Linked DNA regions of Mus musculus: region 2 is linked to region 1. Evidence: chromatin contacts called from public Hi-C data. All regions are on one chromosome and are shown on one strand. The core of a region is the stretch at or near the end of the contact, and the rest is flanking DNA. Distances in the headings are between cores, read along the strand shown.

Region 1 (5,584 bases), core at 1,925-4,424:
CCCCCCCAAAAGTCCCTCTTACTGATCCTCAGGGTTTTAAATGTTCTTCTCATCAGTAAAAGAGTGTGGGCATCTACCACTTCCAAGCAGCAGGCTGTATGGAACGGCCCCGTGCTCTCAGTGTGAACTTCTTCTGCGGTACGGATACATTTCTTTTTAAGAATGGGAATGAGGAGCTGCAAAGATGACTCAGTGGTTAAACACACCCAGTGCTCTTGTAGAGTACCTGGGTTCAGTTCCCAGCACACACGTGGTGGCTCACAGCCATCTGTAACTCCAGATCATGGGGCTGTCCACCATCTTCTGGCGTCTGTGAGCACTGCATACATTATGTAATGCATGCATACACGACGGCAAAATAATCACACGTGTAAAATTAAATAAGTAAATAAATAAATAGATCCAGTATTTTTTTTTTTTAGGAAGAACCAGAATTAAAATGGAGATAGCATCCTTGCTTAAAAACTGTTTCACCATTCATTGGATCTAAGGAAACAACCTATGGATTTTAGAAACTTTCCTTAAGAAGCTAGAGTAGTTTGAAACATCTTGATAATTTTGAGGTTTCTTTTTTTCCCAATACTTAGTCATATTTGCTTATATTTCATTTTATAGTATAGGGAAAAGGGAATCTGTTTGCTCAGTTAGTGAGGGGAGGTTAGGTGTCACCCGGATTGTACAGTGTCCTAACCCACTCAAACCAGGTGTACATAAAATGCAAATTACAAATACTGAAAGTAAAAAGAAGGAAGATAGGCCACTGTACAACTATTTAAAGATATTTTAAATAAATTGTGTGTGTGTGTGTGTGTGTGTGTGTGTGTGTGTGTGTGTGTGTGTACATGCACACAAGTGCTCACAGAAGCCAGAAGAGGGCACCAAATCCTTTGGAGCCTGTTATAGGAAATTGTAACCTGCCCAAAGCGGCACTTGGAAACTGAACTTTGGTCTCCAGTACTGCGAGAGTAGCAAGCACTGAATCATGTCTCCTGCTCCCAACCCTTTCATTATGCAACACCTCTACCCTCCTCTGGCATCCCTTGTGGAACGCCTTCACCATCCCTTGCAGAACACCCCCCTTGGCATCCCTTGTGGAACGCCTTTGCCTCTCCCTTTAGCTGTTTGTATCATGGAATCATCTATCACAAGCACTGAGCTCTACTGAGCTATTGAAAACATATCTGTTAAAAATTCATAAAGCTAAACCAGATGCCTTCCCTGTCTCTAGTTTTAGAAGTAAACCTAAGCTGTCCTAATATTTATCTCTCGCTCCCTGATAGAGACTGTCGTTCTCGGTGACCATGTTGTGTTCTTAGGAAGCAAGAGTGTGGTCTCAGTACTCTTATCTGTGAAAAGAACAGGTCAGAGTAATTGAATTGCAAGGTGCCAAGGCGTTTGCTGTTGTTCCTTGCCTTATCTGGGAAGAGGAGGTGGGGTGTTTAACCTGCTTAATGTACTATTTTAATTCTCTGTAGAAACTTCTTCTAGGCAGAGGGAGTTGCTAGAGGGTAGCAATAGGCACAGTCAGTCTAAAAGAAAATAGTTCAGAAATAAAGTGACTCACCAGTAAGATTTGCTTTTCAAGTCAAGACCGTAGAATGGTGGTTACACCAAGTCAGAAATATAGACGCCTCCCCTGCTCCACGGCCACTCAGGAAAGCATTGTCAGAACTCATGCTTGAAATATCCCTCCCTTCATCTGTCTTCCCGTAAAGCCACATGTACATTAGTCAATAGACTTGTTACTGTGATTATGTGTGGCCATACCTGCCACTTACAAACCACGTCTGCTTACTGATAGGGTCATTACACCAGTGACTCTTGCTGATCGACTTGTTCGTTTAAAATGTCGAAGAGGGGCTGTGGGGATGCTTCAGTGGGGAAAGCGCTTGCTGCCTAGGCACAAGACCTGAATTGTGATCACCAGCATCGATTCAAAGGGCAGGCAGGCAGGCATGGCTGCTCATACCGTGGAGGCAGAGGCAGGGGAATCCTTCCGGTTTGTTGGCTAACCAGCAAAGCCAAATCTGAGAGCTCAGGGTACCATGAGAGACCCTGCCTCAAAACAAAACAACAGTAGCAAAAACGGACAAGGGAGGCACTCAGTGTTACCTCTGACCTCTGTGTGTGCACACTTCCACAAATGTGTGCAGACACTTGTGCGCGCTCACCTGGACACGTGTGTGCACACACATAAGCCGTGTATACACATGAATATGCGAAGTTGGGGTCACTAGTTCAGAACTGATGGACCCGTGGAAAGGTCAAGAGTGGGCTTGTGAATGAGGTGCCCACCAAGTCCCTGAAATTATGTGTAGAGTTTGGATCAATAAATCACTTTGTGGAATCTATGTGTAATTTACTAAAAATACATCAAAACCATCAGAAAATGATAAGAATTAGCTGTGTAGCAGCTTTACATTTTAATTCATTTAATTAAATTTTAATTGACTTTAAAGCCTTTAATCCAGGCAATTAGGGGACAGAGCAGGTAGATCTCTGAGTTCCAGGCCAGCCTGGTCTACAGAGTGAGTTCCAAGATAGCCAGGGCTACACAGAGAAACCCTGTTTGCAAACAAACAAACAAACAAACAAACAAACAAACAAAAGAATCGGTGCTATAGGAGAGGTACAGGCATCTAAATTTATCTTTACTTACCATGAAGATCAGTCGTTTTATTATCAGTACTTTATACAACTCCCCAACTCTGCTGTGCTTTACCCCTGCTAATATATGCAGTCATGACAGTGTTTGACTTATTGCTGATAATAACTGCTTACTTTAAAAAAAAAAAATCTGTCCTGGAACTTACTATGCGGTCCAAGCTGATCGGAAATTTGGGGATCCTCTTGCCTTGGTCTCATGGCTGCTGACCATGAGCTATAACCACTTTGCCCAATCCGTTACTTGATTCCTGTTATATATAATAAAAATAGTATCTTAGTTCTCTAAAAAAAAAAAAAAAAAAAAAAAAAGGAGAATTTAGTTTTAAATTATAACTGATAAAGTACGAAGAACCATGCAGGGAATTGTTTTGTAAACCTCTGTTCTGACTCATCTCATTTTACCGTCTACACAAAAGAGGCTCAGATCTCGCTCTTGAATATCATGTAGAAAGATGATTCCTTGTTTCCCCTGAGAACCCACTGCATGACTTCATCGCTCTTGGCCACACAAGAATCATGTGGTTTATTGAAAGGAACAGAGGACAAAGACTCAGACACACTGACAATAGTCCTAGCTTTGATACTTAGCACTTGACCTGCTCTGTAAGTTGGCCTCTCTGACAGTCTTCTTATGTACAAATTAAGAATAAGTGGGTTCACAAACATAGTAGTTTATGTAGTATAATAACAGTAATATTTATTCCTATCGTGTGTGTGTGTGTGTGCATGTGTGTGTTATATGAAATTTCATTTTAGTTCTGCTTTCCCTACAAGGGTATTTGAGAATCAGATGCAATAATACATATCTTATCAATTAGTAAACCCTTAAGTATGAGTCTTAAATTCTCTTTCTGTCAAACTTATTTTTCTTTATTGAGACAGTATCTTAAGCCTTGTCTGTCCTTGAATTCACTATACAGCTGACTTTGAACTTCTGTGGATAGTTTCACATGGCCTCATGCGTGTCCTGATCATCCTTCCAAGGAGGGGGAAAACAGAAGAAATACTTGCAGATAAGAGCTGAAAAAAAAAAAAACAGGTTGAAAACTCTATAGTTTCAGCTTCATAGATCTGAGAAACTCAATGATCTGCAATAAAAAAGATAGAGAAAAATGATATTAAGGCATACTGTAATTAAATAACATCAAGGCATACCATATTCAAATTGTTTAAAACCACTGATAAGAGTAAAATCTTAAAATAACCCAATGAGAAAAGGAGATGCTTTGTGTAGAAGAAGAAAGGTGACAATGAAACAGATGTGCTGTTGGGGACAGTGCAGGCAGGCCATGCAGGAGCGCCATTAAGAGACAAGCAGTCAACTCATATCTATACCCAGCAAAGACATATTCCAAACAATGATGAAACATGTGGATATAAAACTGTCTTTTAATAGTATAAGTAATGTTAAGGGAAGGCTCCAGGCCAATGGACTGAGACACTATGGAAACACAGGTCTGTACAAAGGGATGAAGAACATGATGCTACAGCAGTGACCAATTGTCACCAATTATTAATAAACAATTGTTTATTAATATTTTTTAAGGTTGTTGCTTTTTAAACTTAGATTTATTTTCACCAGACACAGCATATTAAAAGTATTTCTGTTTGATTCTGAAAGATAATTAGTTTAAAATGATAAGATATGGTATACAATTTATAATAAAAATTATAAATTTTTATTATAAATTTATATTATTTATTTATATATATTTATATTTATTTATAATAAAATTATAAATAGCACACAGGCCAAGAGTTGGGGAAATAGACATCTACATTGAGTATTCTTTACCTGAATTATCTGAAATCGGATGTATTTCATAACTTGTAGTTTTTCAGACATCCAGGCTGTCTAAGCAGGCTCCCTCTTGCAGCTTCGCAGCTTTTCCAGTTGGAATATTTTGGATTCAGGTTTTCAGACTGATGATACCCAACCCTCCTAGTACTGTGGCATTTTGATGCTCTTTGTGGCATGGAGTAAAACCTCTTGAGGATAAGGGGTAACATGTTTTAAAAAATGTACTGTAAAGCTGAAAGTAACCACAAATTGTTATAATTAATAATCAAAAGAAATAAATTGGAATTAGAAATATTCAAGTAATTCCAGGAAAGATAAAATGAAGGGAGAATGTAACCAGTAAGAAACAGAAGACACGACAGAAGAGGCTTAGCCCAACCTTATCAGTAATCACGTGAAGGAGGAGTGAAGGCATCCGAATCAAGAACAGCTCACTCCAGGAATGGAAGACTGTTAACATTTTAAATCAGTAATTGCAATTCAAAATGCTAACAAGCAGAAACGTATAACAATTATAGAGACATAGAAAAAGTACTATAAGTCTAACATCCATTGGTGACTACAGAAACACACACACACACACACCTCAAACCTTCCAGCTGACTAGAATAGATGAGAGATGGGAGCTTCAGGGTTGAGAGCAACCTGTAAAACCCAGTATTAAAAAAAGCAATAATAAAAAAATCACATAGCAGAATGACAGGCAGGAGATTTGAATACTATGAAAATACTCATGCTGAATGAAAAAAGCCAGAGGAAATTATTGTTATGATTTTAAAGAATGCAAAAGAATCTATGGTGACAGTGGTCACTGTCTTAGAGTTCCCATTGCTGTGATAAACACCACGACAAAAGGCAACTTGGAAAGAAAGGGTTTAGTTGGCTTACACTTCCACATCACAGCCCATCAGTGAGGGAAGTCAGGGTAGGAACTCAAGGAGAGGCCATGGAGGAACACTGCTTACTGATTTTGCCTGCTTTGGTATAGCTCCCAGGACTGCCAGCCCAGGGTTGGTACTGCTCACAGTGAGCTGGGCCCTCCCACATCAGTTGTCAGTCAAAATGCTAATAGAGGAAATCCTCAGACTTACCTGAGTAAATAGTACATTATGTATT
Region 2 (5,584 bases), core at 1,365-3,864, 35 kb before region 1:
ATGTCCAACTTTCTCCATGAGTCTGAAAATCTTCCTTTCCACTGGAGGTGATATAGTCAGTTGAGCAGACAACTGTTTTTCCCCTTTCCTCTTCCCTTCTTTGTACTGGGGCTAGAGCCCAGGCTCTTGTAAAGTCTCTTTTTTTTTTTTAATATTTATTTTATGTATATGAGTATACCATAGCTGTCTTCAGACACACCAGAAGAGGGCATCAGTTCCTATTACAGATGGTTGTGAGCCACCATGTGGTTGCTGGGAATTGAACTCAGGACCTCTGGAAGAGCAGTCAGTGCTCTTAACCGCTGAGCCATCTCTCCAGCCCCCTGTAAAGTCTCTTTATGCCTATGCTCAAGCTGGTCTTCCATTGTAATCCTCCTGTCGCAGCTTTTCAAGTAGCTAGGCTTATAGGCCTACCTCAATGAACCCACTTACAATTCTGCTTATAATTATGTTCATTTCTAATGATATACTTGCTATTTTAGGTTTGGGAGAAACTTCTGTGAAACACTTTGGTTTTATCATCAACAAGTTGCGTCTTGGGACTAGTTACTTTTACAAATGGTTGAAAACCAACTATTTTACCTTCCTTTAGGGGAATGAGCTTCTTTTGCCTTCCCCCAAATCAAGTGATGTCATATTTGGGTTCTGCATTTCTTCATGGACTTATCAGTCAATGTTTTCACTACATGTATAGAATATAAGTATGTTTGATTATCATTTCCAATTCTATTGGGCAATAATTTATAGAAAGTGAATTTTCCATGTTTAAAGTATCCACTTTAGCCTTGGTATTTTTTTTACACCCAGCAAATCATCATTATTATCAATAAAGAGAATGTCTCTATGACCCTGGAAGATTCTCATTGTCTTGTTGCAGTTCATTCGTTCGTTCTCCACCTCTGGCCCATGCAATTACTGACTTTGCTTTTGTTCTTATCAAGGTGTGACTTCACAGAAATGAAGCTTCACGCTATATATTTTCTCTCTGCTTTCTCCAGTTCAGCATAATGATTTTGAGATTTATCTATTGTAGGGAGCAAATGAAGTCCTGAGTGAGTGGGCTTCACCATGTCAGGTACCCCAGTGCGTCAGCCCTGTGGAGATGGCAAAGCCTTCCCTGGGTCTGGAAAGGCTCAGAGGGATGGCCAAGCCTTCCTCTGGACCATTTACAGGCATTGGTCGTGTGGGCTGAAAAGGTCACCATTGCTGCCCATGGACTGCTTTCCTACAGAGACTGCCCCACCGCTCTCCCACTGAGTCTCCCTACACCTGCCTCCTTGTTCAGCTACACGCAATAACCCCACCTCCCCATTCAACTGTACATAATAAACTACACATAAACCATCTCCAGGACCCTGTGGCTTCTCAACCTTGGAGCCCAGACCACCCAATCTCAGCTTTTTTTCCCTGTCCATTTCTCTCTGTGTGTTTTCTTTTTCTTCCTTCACTCCTGGTATAGGAGGATGTGGCAATCTATAGTGAAGCATTTAGATCGGTCATTCTCTTTTAGTACCAAGTAGTAGTCCATTGTGCTGATGTAGCACGTTTGCTTTTGACAGTCAATTCCTTCCAACTGTGGCTACAGAAAAAGAGAAGGAAGCTACTACATCAGTATTCAAGCCTCTATGTGATATGCTTTAGTTTATCTTGGACAAGAGCTAAGAATGAAATGGCTAAGTCATGTTGTACATACATGTTTAAGTAAATATTTTGAGAGAACACAATTCCTCTTGTACATCTGCACTCAGACAAAAACGTTATTTATTGGACTTTCTGGGTTATGGGATTTTCTAGGCACGGAGAAGTCCTTAGCTCACTCCTCTTTGGCCCAACCAATTCTTTTGGACTTTAAACAGTTTCAGTGTACTGAAGCCACATTCCTACCGGCCTGATTGCTACCTGTTCTGCATCAGTTCAGGACTACAGGGCCAAGGGTCACCTAGGACCTTAGGTCAAAGGACAGCAAAAGTACCCTGCACACCTGTGGATCATGCTACCAGAAAAGCACACAAGAGCCCTTGAAGCTGCGTTCCGTTGGCTTGACTCAGATGTTGTTGGAAAAAGGTCCTGCCTTTGTTTGAGTGTGGGCTTTGGTTATTTATTTTAAATAGGTGTGGCTGTTTAATAAAGAGGGAAGGATCATCTGAATTCCCCAGAAGGGAGAAGGATGAGAGAAATTGTTTTACTTTAATAATTATCTTACCTTGTGAGCTGTAGTTTTCAAAAGTGCTATGCATACTAGTGTTCTGAGAACACATTAGAAACATCCAGCATTCAGATAAAAGATGCGGATACTCTGGGTTTGAGAGCTGTTTGAACAAAAACCTGAGGCCCCCTTGTTTGAGAACCACCGTGCTAAAACTCATTTCAGGGGTGCAGACAGTTGTAATTAGGCTGAGTGAAGCGTGGGCAGCAGGGATGACGCCCCTGCAGCGCGGGTCCACTTCCCCATCTTCCATCCCCCAACCTCAACACAAACCTCTTTAGTTAGCTCCTGCAAGCCTCCTTTCACCTGACTGCAAAGATCTGGTGGCCTCTCCCCTGGGTGCAGCAACTAAAACCTGGCGAGTGGATTTCAAGCGTGCGGGTGGGGGTGCGGGACGAGCATGCGCAGTGGCGCGAGCGCAGGAGCAAGGAGGCGGGTGAGTGGCAGCCGCAGCGGAGCGGACCAGACCAGCGGGCGCGGGGATCCCGGGCAGGAGCTGCCGAACGGCCGCCGCAGGTACCGGGGGCTGGGTGCCTGAACGCACAAGCGGGCGTGGGTCAGGAGGGGGAGGCCGGGCAGGAAAGGCAAGCTTGGCTTAGCGGCGCTCGGCGAGGGCTCCGGGTTCCTCCGACACCTGCGGGCGCGCTCCTGCCCTGCGGCGGAGTCTTGCGCTCAGGTGTGAAGTCCTGTGTGTCGCTGCTTAAGCCCCAGCCCAGGAAGCACATCGTGATACCCTGCATCTAGGAAGGGAGGGTACTAAGTTTTCTGGTTTAAACTTTGCGTGGCTGTTGAAGAGGTTTTTCTGATCCGTTGGTGTGTCTCTTAAGTTGTGTTACTGTGTTCGCCTCTGGTGCACAGGCGAATGTAGGGACAGAATGAAATTGCATCCGTGTTTGCTGGACTTAAGTGCCTTTCCAGGAGCCCTGGGGCCTCTGGATGCAGTGCAAGAAATGTCAGTCTTAGGGGAAAGTGCCAAGAATTTTGTGCGATTCAGCAGGCTGCATTTTCGAGTATAAGCTTTAAAAATTAAAAAGAAAAAAATACCAAAACAAAATACAGAAACCCATTTTTAACATTATTACCCCCATCCCAGGCTTCAATGAGTAGTATTGAAAAGAAAAACTTTCCTAGTTATTTACATTGTGTGACTTATACAGACATGTATCCTACCTCAAAGCTGTTGTAGACTGTATGGGGCCAACACGGAATGAACATTTCTTTGTTGGAGGAATGTGGAATCATAACTAGAATTTCAGGATGAATACAGAGACCAATGTTTTGGCCCCACAAAGGTGAAGCAAGGGCATTTAATTCCACGCCCCACCTCTTGTAACCAACTCCTCTTTAAACTTAATTCATTAGTGAAATTCTATAGGAAAGTGTTAAATTTGTGATGCGAGAGGCACGTGACCGTAGTAAGTGTAGGAAACGGAAAATTGAAGTTGAGGAGGAAAAAACAAACTAGAAAAGAGATCACAGAAGACCCCCCCCCCTTCCCTTTATTTTCCTGCCGTGAGGGTTTTAATGGTCGAAATAATATACAGTTGGTCTGGTTTTGTTCCGAGGGACCTCTGAGGTCAGCCAGTTCAGCTGCTTCAGTTTACAAATGAGAAAGCTGAGACCAGGGAGGTTAGATGACTTGCTCTGCCCGCGCTCGCCCCTCAGGGCCAAGCAGGGCCTGGGAAGCTGGTTTTCTGATTTCAGGGATCTCTTTACTGTGCCTCTCTGATATTCTTCTTGTTGTAGATGATTGACCTTTCTTTCTCTTCCAGCCTCTCCCGCTCAGTCTGATGGAGGCAGGGAGTTAGTTCCTACCTTGCTCATCCCTCTATTCACAAAGCCACACACCTCTCAAGCCTCCCTGATGGGGATGCTGGTCTGGGAACCGAACCCTGTGCCCTTTCTCACACTGAATGCTTGCTTGTTTCCCTCCCGGGTGTGAGCTCATTGCTCAGGTGTAGCCTCTTCTTGGAAGTTCCCTTTGATAGCAGCAGCCATGTGTAGCTCTCTTCCTAACCCCAACCCCACAGTGCTTTATGACTTCTGTCCGTGCTGCCGTACTCCCCTTTGGATACAGCTTCCTGAATTATTGTTTAGAACACATCCCTATTTTTTGACTGTAGAGTTGTTAGGTGTGTAAACTCTGGAGAGTGTATGACTTAAAAGATCCCACCCAGTACTAAGTTCAAACTCATCTCAGCTGCTGTTTGCAGGAGGAGGGACATTTCCGGGGATTTGGTGTGCATGGTCTATGGTGGTCAGGGAGTTCACCTTAGAGCAGTGCAAGAGATAGAGACAAAAAAAGCAAGTTGGAGTGATTTCTGAAAATCCAAAATCACAGATTAGTTGGGAGCCCTGGAGATGGGAGCCCTGGAGATGGGAGCCGAAGTGAGGAGCGTTCCCAGGATGTGGGTTAACCATAAATGCAGAGTGGAGGATGCAGACTTAAGAAACGCCAGGTTAGAGAAAAGGGTCAGTGGTTAAAAGCTCTGGCTGCTCTTCCAAAGGATCTTGCTTTGCTTCCCAGCACCACATGGTGGCTCCCAAGCATCTGTAACTCCAGTTCTCGAGGGTCTGATAGACTCTTCTGACCTCCTCTGGCACCAGCACACATCTGGCACACAGACATACATGCAGTTGAAGCACTCATACCCATAAAATAAACACATTTTTAAAATGATGTAAAGGCCTTGTGTGATGACCACCTGTCATTCCAGTACCCAGTAGGCTGAGGCAGGAGGATCTCTGCCAGTTTGAAGTCTGTCTGTCTGGTCTACATAGTGAGTTTCAACCTGTTTCAAAAAAAAAAGAAAAGAAAAGAAAAGAAAAGAAAAGAAAAGAAAAGAAAAGAAAGAAAGAATGTAAATTAAGGATGTGGCAAAAAGATGAGGTATAGAGAAGGGAGAGGTGTTGAAAATTCCTCTTTCATGATGGAGGTATTGGTAGTGGGTTTATAATATCTTTTTAAAGTCTTACAAGCACTTCCTATTGGGACATTTTTTTTTCCTGTATCTTACTGTTATAGTTGCCTTCTCATTCCAGAAGATGAGCTCTTCAGTCATTACACTTCATCCTCAAATGAGGATACCCATCGTTCAGATACTCCGCAGTTCCTGCACGAATAAGTAAATCGTGTTTTAGCACGACGAAGGCGGGCAGTTGGGGTGGTCGGCTACAGGATGGTACTTTGTCCAGCCCATGACCTCAATGTACAAAGGAGGAACTCTTTGTGTCATAATCAAATGTATGGGTTGTGAGTTGAGGTGGGGGCGTGGAAGCTGCAGAGTCTAGAGAGATCATTGCTAGCTCAGCTTAGTTAAGGTGGAAGAAAAAAGCAGGTTAGCCCGGAGTCTTTGGACAGTTATTCTAGGCTTAAGA

The links. A called contact is a pair of places that touch in the nucleus more often than the background predicts.
Region 2: a contact with region 1 is called in a Hi-C map of cortical glia, with 3 times the contacts expected there. The contact joins the promoter of Pls1 here to the enhancer-like site in region 1. A contact is called at or near these places in 2 of 39 promoter capture datasets (embryonic stem cells and stem cell-derived epiblast-like cells), 2 of 15 datasets of contacts at CTCF or cohesin (CD8 T cells and the NIH/3T3 cell line), 17 of 484 Hi-C or Micro-C datasets (the C2C12 cell line, the HL-1 cell line, the HPC-7 cell line and 13 more), 11 of 115 datasets of contacts at active chromatin or transcription factors (CD8 T cells, embryonic fibroblasts, embryonic stem cells and 5 more) and 3 of 9 other capture datasets (adipose tissue, liver and pancreatic islet).

What each region holds. Positions count from the first base shown.
Region 1 is chr9:95,807,376-95,812,959 of GRCm38.p6, reverse strand. All of the region lies in intron 1 of Pls1 (plastin 1 (I-isoform)), which reads left to right. Among named protein-coding and RNA genes, the nearest start is that of Pls1, 35 kb to the left of the region's middle. RefSeq lists an enhancer at 1-243. Within about 2 kb of position 3,174, at least 14 of the 459 cell types and tissues checked have an H3K27ac peak or open chromatin away from gene starts, as enhancers often do. A contact at or near this core is called in the C2C12 cell line and cortical glia, where this site is marked.
Region 2 is chr9:95,842,309-95,847,892 of GRCm38.p6, reverse strand. It overlaps Pls1 (plastin 1 (I-isoform)), which reads left to right and starts at 2,614. Exons shown (of 16, transcript NM_001033210.3): 1 at 2,614-2,722.